Regions from separate parts of the Sus scrofa genome. Here regions 1 and 3 are each linked to region 2. A link is a contact called in public HiChIP or PLAC-seq data. All regions are on one chromosome and are shown on one strand. Each heading gives the region's core, a stretch centred on a gene start, on an enhancer-like site or on the middle of the called end of the contact. The rest is flanking DNA. Distances are from core to core; before and after follow the strand shown.

Region 1 (2,700 bases), core at 92-2,591, 390 kb before region 2:
CCAGAGCCACAGCAAGGGGGATCCAAGCAGTGTCTGTGACCAACACCACAGCTCACAGCCACGGCGGATCCTAACCCACTTAGCGAGGCCGGGGATCGAACCAGGAACCTCATGGTTCCTAGTCGGATTCATTAACCACTGCACCACGACAGGAACTCCTTTAATACACTGTTTAAAAAAATCTTATCCTATGCATGATTTCACTTAACAATAACATCAAGAGGAAGGTAGTAGTGTTATCCTTAGATTTAGACACAAAAACTGAAAACAAAAGATAAAACGACTTCCAAATCATTTGTATACAAAGGAGAACCAGAATCTAAAATGCAAGTTTTCTTTCCTGCTTCATTCTCTGTGCCAGGCTCTGCCTAAGTGCCTAAGTGCTGTTTGATATAGAATGTGTGTGCTGGAGCTGAAGGAGTAAGGACAATGCCTTTTCCTTTTTGCGTCTGTAACATGTAGCCTGGTAGGCACTGAAGTAATTGCTCACATAGGCAATAAATATTTATTGAGCATTTAGTATGTGCCAGGCGTTGAGTAAGAAACAAAGGCAGTTCCTGCTCCTGAATTCACGAGGTTTACATTCCGGTGGAGGAGACAAAAAGATAAATTTCAGACAATGATAAGTGTTAAAAGACAATGTGGTAGGAAATAAAGGGGAGGTAAATTTATTATTATTATTATTTTTTTTTTGTCTTTTTTTGCGCCGCTCCCGCAGCCTATGGAGGTTCCCAGGCTAGGGAGCTGTAGCCACCAGCCTACGCCAGAGCCACAGCAACGCAGAATCCAAGCCACGTCTGCAACCTACACCACAGCTCACGGCAAGGGCAACGCCGGATCGTTAACCCACCGAGCAAGGGCAGGGACCGAACCCGTAACCTCATAGTTCCTAGTCGGATTCGTTAACCACTGCGCCACTACGGGAACTCCCAAAGGGGAGGGGAATTTAAATATAGGTCAGAAAATGTGTTTCCGAGAAGTTTTAACATTAACTGAATGAATGAATGAATGAATGCACCAATAGCAACCCCCTGATGGAGTCATTATTCTATCTAGTTTTTCTTGGCCACTAGATTATGATTCTGATGCTGAGTAGTCCTTAGAGTTTACTTTGCTGATGCCAAAAAAGCAAGTGCAGAGGCGAAGAATATCGAAGATCCCTTTTCAATTATTTTTATTACTCTGACCTTGCCCATGCGGCCAGGGTCACTCCCCATTGCCACGCCCATTCTTCTTCGCCTGGGCCCTTCCAGCCCGCGCAAGCGCAAGAGAAACTGCCATTCCTAGTGGAGGGCATAAGCCCCGCCCCGACCCCTGCTCCCGCTCGCGAGCGCCTGCCGTTTCTTGGGGCGTGGCGGTGGGCGGGGACTGGGCGGAGAGGCGCGCGCCGCTGCGTGCGTGCGCGCGCGCGCCGCGGGCAGGCCAGTGAAGCCGGCGGCCCTGGCACGTGATCTGGGACCGGCTCGGTCGCTTGGTGGCTGCGTCTGTCTGTCCGTCCGCGGGTGCCATCATGGCGGACGCGGCCAGTCAGGTGCTCCTGGGCTCCGGTCTCACCATCCTGTCCCAGCCGCTCATGTACGTGAAGGTGCTCATCCAGGTATGAGTCCTCGCCATTCCCTTCCCCGATAGGCGCCTTATTCAGGCGCCGCTGCCCACGGTGCCTGAGGACCGGCTTCAACCATCCCAGGCCTTCAATCTCCCGAGATGCTGCTCCTTTGCTGCCCGCCTCTTCCTTCCCCGCAGGGACAACTTCCACCGCGCGCGGAGCTTCCACTGGCCCTGGGCCTTCCCGAGATCTCGCCTCGCGGTCAAGTGGGGAGGCCCTCTCCGTTCCCGGTAGCCAACTGCCGCCTTGCCCTGTCCTTCCCTGCCCTGCCCAGTGGCTTCTCTGAACTTTGTTTTTTCTAACCTGAGGTTGATCCAGGCCGGGCATCGCCAAGGACTTCCCAACCCTCCCCTCTCCGCATCTCTGAAATTAGAATTCATCTCTCCTCCTGGGCCCCAAATGCAAGACTTAAAATCTCTTGAAGACAAATCTGAAATTAGAGGGGAGCCAACGTTTTGTTAGCTTTTCTTTTCTTTTTTTTGCTGCTGTAGCTGCTGCTATTCTCTTCTGAGATTTTAGCACCAGATACCTAGAGAAACAAGGAGCTCATTCAGAAGTGATAATGAAGTGGTTGCTGAGTCAAATTTCTGAAGGATCCAACAGCAGCCCATATGGCTCATGACAGTGAAATTCACATCTGTCAGAGCTGGAAATCAGTTCAGCTAAAAGAGTTTTAGCAAGTTTAAGTATGTATGTTAGTTTCTAATCTACTGTGCAATAGTTCTTAAATGGTATTTTATATTCTCAGTCAAGTATGCCAGGTTTCAGCAGATATCAACTGTTAGATAGTATTTTCAATTGCCTTTCAAAGTTTCCCTGTGATAGGCAGGTCATTCATTTTTTTCACTTTTTGTAGAGAGTTGATGGAATTACATCATGCATAGTACCAAGGATGGGAGCAGTTTTTAGAACCCCTGTCCTCTACTTTTCTGTTAAAAAGAAGCAACACACTAGGGAGGACTCCATTTATTAAATATTGATGATTTGATTTGTGTAGATTCAGAATCTATGTGTAAAAGTCTATTCTTAAGTTATTTAAATTAACAACAAAATCTTTGAAATGTATCATGACGTCTAGAGTTGGCATATTTGTA
Region 2 (2,700 bases), core at 115-2,614:
TCCAGCTCCGTCGAATCTCAGCTTCTCTGTAGAAAGTGGTTAAAACTCAAAGCTTTTAATTAAAGTTTCTCCAAACCTGTTGAGTGTCTGCCCAAAGAGCAGCGTGGGACAGCGACGATGGGCCTATACAGCGTGCAGCTAACTGGGCTGAGGCCTTGTGCACACGATTTCAGCCAAAGGCCAAGGCAGGGAGTCTCATAGGTGTCCCGCCCGGCCCGACAGGGAGATAGTTTGGATGCACCCCACTTTCCGCGACGAGCCAGGCAGAAGCTGGGGTTAGTCGGACTGCTGGTCCTTTCCTTCCACCCGCCAAGTCTGGTGCCAGATGCTTTGGGAGGGTGAGAGGAGGCAAACATGCATTAGTGGTAGATCCTACACTCCAGGAGCTTTCAGACAGGTAGGGACAGAATAGAGTTGCAAAAATATCTCTTGAAAGGAATGAATACTCCAAAAGAAAAGCTGGAAAAAGCTTTCTTCCAATCAGCACAAGGTGTTAGAAATGGCAACCACCAGGGGAAAGGGCACGCTGGTGGCTTCTCCTCTGCAGACCTGTAGCTCCGTTACAGAAGCAAGTTGTCCCCAGCCCACTTACTAAGACCAGCCATTAGTTTCACCTCTGCAGGGTGCTCATTTCTGGGGGATCCTTAATGACCCTTCCGCTAAAACGTTTACAATCTACTAAGAGGAAAAATACATGTGAAACAAGTCAAACAATTCAAGATAGAACACAACTGAGTACTATATTGTAAGCCAACAAACACTTTTAGATGCATTCAGAAAATATAATCTAATGGAGAAAGAATATTTAGGAAAAGCTCATAAGGAAAATGGGATTTTGTGGAGTTTGGGGATGGGAGGGGGGCAGAGAAGAGCATCCTAGGAGAAGAAACAGACTGGTAAAAGTTAGGAATGAGTGTGAGAACCATGAGAAAAAGAAAAATCAGCTCCTGGCATCTGGGAGCTGGCCTGGTACTATTAGCTAAGCCTTAACGTTCTGTCCAAATAAACAATTTCACAAAACATCAGCACAGACAAGGCCATTCTGTGACCATGATAGATCAACACAAAAACAAGATCACTGCACACAGAAAAAAGTATGAACATTGTCCAAACCACAAAAAAAATGACCAAACAGACCCTTATTATTTAGCTAAAATGAGTGACTGCAGGTTCTTTGCTAATCACAGCTTTGGCTTTGCTTCATTCCCCCCACCTTATAGATAAGGTTTATTGATGCCCAATCATAGGATCACCCCTGTTTCCTTTCGGCCTCCAATCCAGAGCAAAACTTCACTTCTTTGAACTATTATCCAAGCCATCCAACACAAACCAATCCTGTAAGTTCTTTCTAATACCTTCACTCTTTTTTTTTTTTTTTTTTGTCTTTTAAAGGCTGCACCCACAGCATATGGAAGTTCCCAGGCTAGAGGTCTGATCGGAGCTGTAGCTGCTGGCCTACACCACAGCCACAGCAACACCAGAACTGAGCCGTGTCTGAGCACTACACAACAGCTCATGGCAATGCTGGATCCCCAACCCACTGAGCGAGGCCAGGGATCGAATCTGCTTCCTTGTGGGTACTAGTCAGATTTGTTACCACTGAGCCATGACTGGAACTCCCTCTAATACCTTCTTACAGAGATGTCCCACCATTCCCCGTGGTATGCATGTTCTGTTGCAATGAGCAGTAGACCTAGAGTTCAACCACAGGAGTGTCCCTGGTGGAATTTGGCTTGGGGCATTAAAATTTATAAATAGGATAGGAGGAGAAAATTGATCACATTAAGGATTTGTGCAAAGTAAGAGAGGCCAGATCAAGGGGGTGGTTGAATAGTGGCAAGCAGGAGAATTCATTCTACTGACATCTGTCAAAAACATACTCTGACATTATTCCAGTCAAAGAGAAAGCTGAAATTAAACATGCTCTTGTTTCCTAGAGTTTCCTGGTGGCCCAGTGGGTTAAGGTTCTGGCATGGTCATTGCTGTGGCTCTGGTTACTGCTGTGGCAAGGGTTCAATCTTTGGCCTGGGAACTTCGGTATGTTGTGGGTGTGGCCAAAAAAATACTCTTTTTTTTCCCCATGGAGTGTGCCTTTTATTTTATTTATTTATTTATTTTTTTTGTCTTTTTGCTATTTCTTGGGCCGCTCCCGCGGCATATGGAGGTTCCCAGGCTAGGGGTCCAATCGGAGCTGTAGCCACCAGCCTACGCCAGAGCCACAGCAACGCAGGATCCGAGCCGCATCTGCAACCTACACCACAGCTCACGGCAACGCCGGATCGTTAACCCACTGAGCAAGGGCAGGGACCGAACCCGCAACCTCATGGTTCCTAGTCGGATTCGTTAACCACTGCGCCACGACGGGAACTCCAAGTGTGCCTTTTAATAGATAAACATACAGCTACTGTAGAGTGTTATAAGCTTGGTGAGAGAGGAACCATTGGATTCTGGAGGGGCAGGGGGCACAGAAAAAGGACACTTGAACTCAGCTTGGAGTGGGGTAAAGAAGGGACAGTGTCAAGGAAGACTTCTCAGAAAAGGTGATACTTAAGCTTAATCTGGAGGGGAAATCGAGGGAGAGGAGAGTGGGAGAGCATTCCAGGCAGAAGGAGCAGAAAGGCAAGGAGGTAATAGTTGGCCATGTTGGATTCATGAACAAAGGAAATGTCAGGTTTTCCCAGAATCCCTTTTAGTATTGAA
Region 3 (2,700 bases), core at 27-2,526, 330 kb before region 2:
ACCTTAGGGCTGAAGGGCCCTCATAGATTATCTAGCTGAAATCCATTTTTTTTTTTTTTTTTTTTTTTTGCTTTTTTAGGGCCACACCCTTGACATGTTGAAGTTCCCAAGCTAAGGGTTGAATCAGAGCTGCAGCTGCCAGCCTACGCCACAGCCACAGCCAAGCCAGATCCTTAACCCACTGAGGGAGGCCACGCATCAAACCCGCATTCTCATGGATACTAGTCAGGTTCGTTAGCAATGAGCCACTGAAACTTTATTTTTTTATATTTTTGCACAAATGAGGAAACTGAGACCCAGAATGGGTCTTTTTACTCCCAGGGCTTATGTTGACCGTAACTAATTCCCATATATTCATTCGCACAACACTACCTCACTGAGCAACCACACATCCTAGGCTGCAGAGTATTAATACCAGTTCTCTGCCTTAGGCAGCGAGCAGGCCTGCTGTCTCTCACTAGTGCTGTGACCCTGGGCAACTTACTTCTCTGGACTGTTTCCTGCTCTACAGTAGAAAAGCATAATACTATCCACCCGGTAAGATTGTGGGGAGAAATGAATAAGATCATTCATTAATCGCTTAGCGAGGTGCCCGGCACAACAAGCATTCAACTAACGCCAACTATTATTATAATAAGAAGGCTCTGAAGCCCAAAGTTTGTTTCCTGCTCTCAAAGAGCTGACAGTTTAATCGGAGAAAAAGAAAATCACTAAAGTGGACAAAAGGCAACAGGGCACAACAGAAAAGGCTCTAGGGCACTAGGTGCCCGATTCTGCCTGCAGAGTGAAGACCGTTGCAGTCAGCTCTCCAAGGACAAGAAGAGACTTGCCAGGAGGACGCAGAGAAGGGCAGCCCAGGACAAGGGCAAACATCTGACAAAGGGAATGAACGGGGCCCCGCCTGTAGTCCCCATAAGGGCCGGACTCGCACATACTCACGGCGCGTGTCGGCCGCAGCGCTTTCCTTCCTCACAGGCAGCAAAAGCACCGAGGGTCGCCCGGACACTGCACGGGAATATAGAGGCACTGAAGCGCAGGGTGAGGCTTGAGGGGGCTCCCTGCGCTGGACGCGCCGCCGCTCCCCCCCTGGCCCTCAGCCTGCTGCCCTTGCTCACCCCTAGCCACCGCCGCGGGCCCCACGAGCCCCCGCCAACAGCCCCTTGCAGCCGCCGCCGCCGCCATGTTTCCCGGCTGCAAACCAGGTAGCAGAAGCCAGATCCGCAGGACACGGAGCCCCAAGGGCACGGACCGGAAGCGGAAGTGTGCATCGGATCTTCTTCCGGGCGGACGCGGGGCCGGAAGCAGAGGTTCCGGGTTCCGGGCTTCGGAATGAAAGGAGGGAAGGCAGGTGAGAAAGCGAAGCCCGCGGGTGGGGAAACCGTGAGGTGAATGTGACCCTAGCTTGTTGTGACAGAGGCTGGAGAGAAGGAGAGGATCCTAAAGAACCGGACCGGTGAGAGGAGAAGGGGCGGGAGATCTGGGTTCCACATTCCATACCCCTCCTCCGCTCCCCCAGCTAAGCTTTTGATTAGGGCCAGCAGGCAAGCTAGGGGGAGGGGGAGAGAAGAACGGTTTCCCTGGCGACCGTTTCCCAGGCGACTCCAGGTGGAGCGGGGACACTGCACGTGGCAATGGGCCTCCTTGGGCCCCTTGCTGGGGATGGTTGGGTTCCGTGTCGAGTTCTGAGACGAAGCCTTGGGGAGTCATTAGGGCGAGCGGGGAAGTGCCAGGGAGAGGCTCAGAAAAGAGCAAATGTAGGATTAACATGTCCCAAGCCAAGCCTTGTATTAAAAGGTATGGATCACAAGCAAGGGGAAAGAGGGGGTCTTTTTTGTCGGATTCTGCTGCTCCGAGCCTCATTAGTTTTATATTCGATAGTTATTTGGTTAGTAAGCCTTTTTGCCAGGTTTTTTAAATCATAGGCTTCCTCCAATCACTTGCGTTCATGTGTTGACCTAAATACCACGCCTTTTGTTGCATCATGAAAAGGAGTATTCTGTGTTTTCTCAGAGAAACACCCAGAGTAGGAAATTTTTATCTCATTGGGGATGGAATGTTATTTCAGGAGAATGAACCCAGCTTTGGTTGAAGGAGAATGTTAGAGATATCATTAGCAAGGCTAGAACTAAGGCTAATCTGGCCCACTGTGCCCTCATTTCCCCCTTCTCCCCCCGTGAATTGGACAGTTGGATTCGTAGACTGTAGTTGTGACTTCCTTAAGTTATTCAGGGTGGTGGTATTTTGCAGACAGCTGGCAGAGAGAGAAGTTGGCTACTACCATGGAATCACCGGAGGAGCCTGGAGCATCCATGGATGAGAACTACTTTGTGAACTACACTTTCAAAGATAGGTCACACTCAGGCCGTGTGGCTCAGGGCATCATGAAACTGTGTCTGGAGGAAGAGCTCTTTGCTGATGTCACTATTTCAGTGGAAGGCCGAGAGTTTCAGCTCCACCGATTGGTCCTCTCAGCTCAGAGCTGTTTCTTCCGGTCCATGTTCACTTCCAACCTGAAGGAGGCCCACAACCGGGTAATTGTGCTGCAGGATGTCAGCGAGTCTGTTTTCCAGCTCCTGGTTGATTATATCTACCATGGGACTGTGAAACTTCGAGCTGAGGAGCTGCAGGAAATTTATGAGGTGTCAGACATGTATCAACTGACATCTCTCTTTGAGGAATGTTCTCGGTTTTTGGCCCGCA

Evidence for each region. HiChIP or PLAC-seq counts read pairs in DNA pulled down with a chosen protein or histone mark.
Region 1: a contact with region 2 is called in an H3K27ac HiChIP or PLAC-seq map of alveolar macrophages. The contact joins the promoter of MTCH2 here to the promoter of DDB2 in region 2. A contact is called at or near these places in 2 of 47 Hi-C or Micro-C datasets (embryonic fibroblasts and liver) and 1 of 2 datasets of contacts at active chromatin or transcription factors (alveolar macrophages).
Region 3: a contact with region 2 is called in an H3K27ac HiChIP or PLAC-seq map of alveolar macrophages. The contact joins the promoter of NDUFS3 here to the promoter of DDB2 in region 2. A contact is called at or near these places in 1 of 47 Hi-C or Micro-C datasets (heart right ventricle) and 1 of 2 datasets of contacts at active chromatin or transcription factors (alveolar macrophages).

What each region holds. Positions count from the first base shown.
Region 1 is chr2:14,981,650-14,984,349 of Sscrofa11.1, forward strand. It overlaps MTCH2 (mitochondrial carrier homolog 2), which reads left to right and starts at 1,342. Exons shown (of 13, transcript XM_003353877.5): 1 at 1,342-1,597. The coding sequence starts at 1,511.
Region 2 is chr2:15,369,259-15,371,958 of Sscrofa11.1, forward strand. It overlaps DDB2 (DNA damage-binding protein 2), which reads right to left and starts at 1,365. Exons shown (of 8, transcript XM_013994357.2): 1 at 1-1,365.
Region 3 is chr2:15,035,604-15,038,303 of Sscrofa11.1, forward strand. NDUFS3 (NADH:ubiquinone oxidoreductase core subunit S3) reads right to left here and starts at 1,277. Exons shown (of 7, transcript NM_001243796.1): 1 at 1,116-1,277; 2 at 940-1,005. The coding sequence starts at 1,182. It overlaps KBTBD4 (kelch repeat and BTB domain-containing protein 4), which reads left to right and starts at 1,116. Exons shown (of 4, transcript XM_003122803.6): 1 at 1,116-1,348; 2 at 2,248-2,700. The coding sequence starts at 1,330.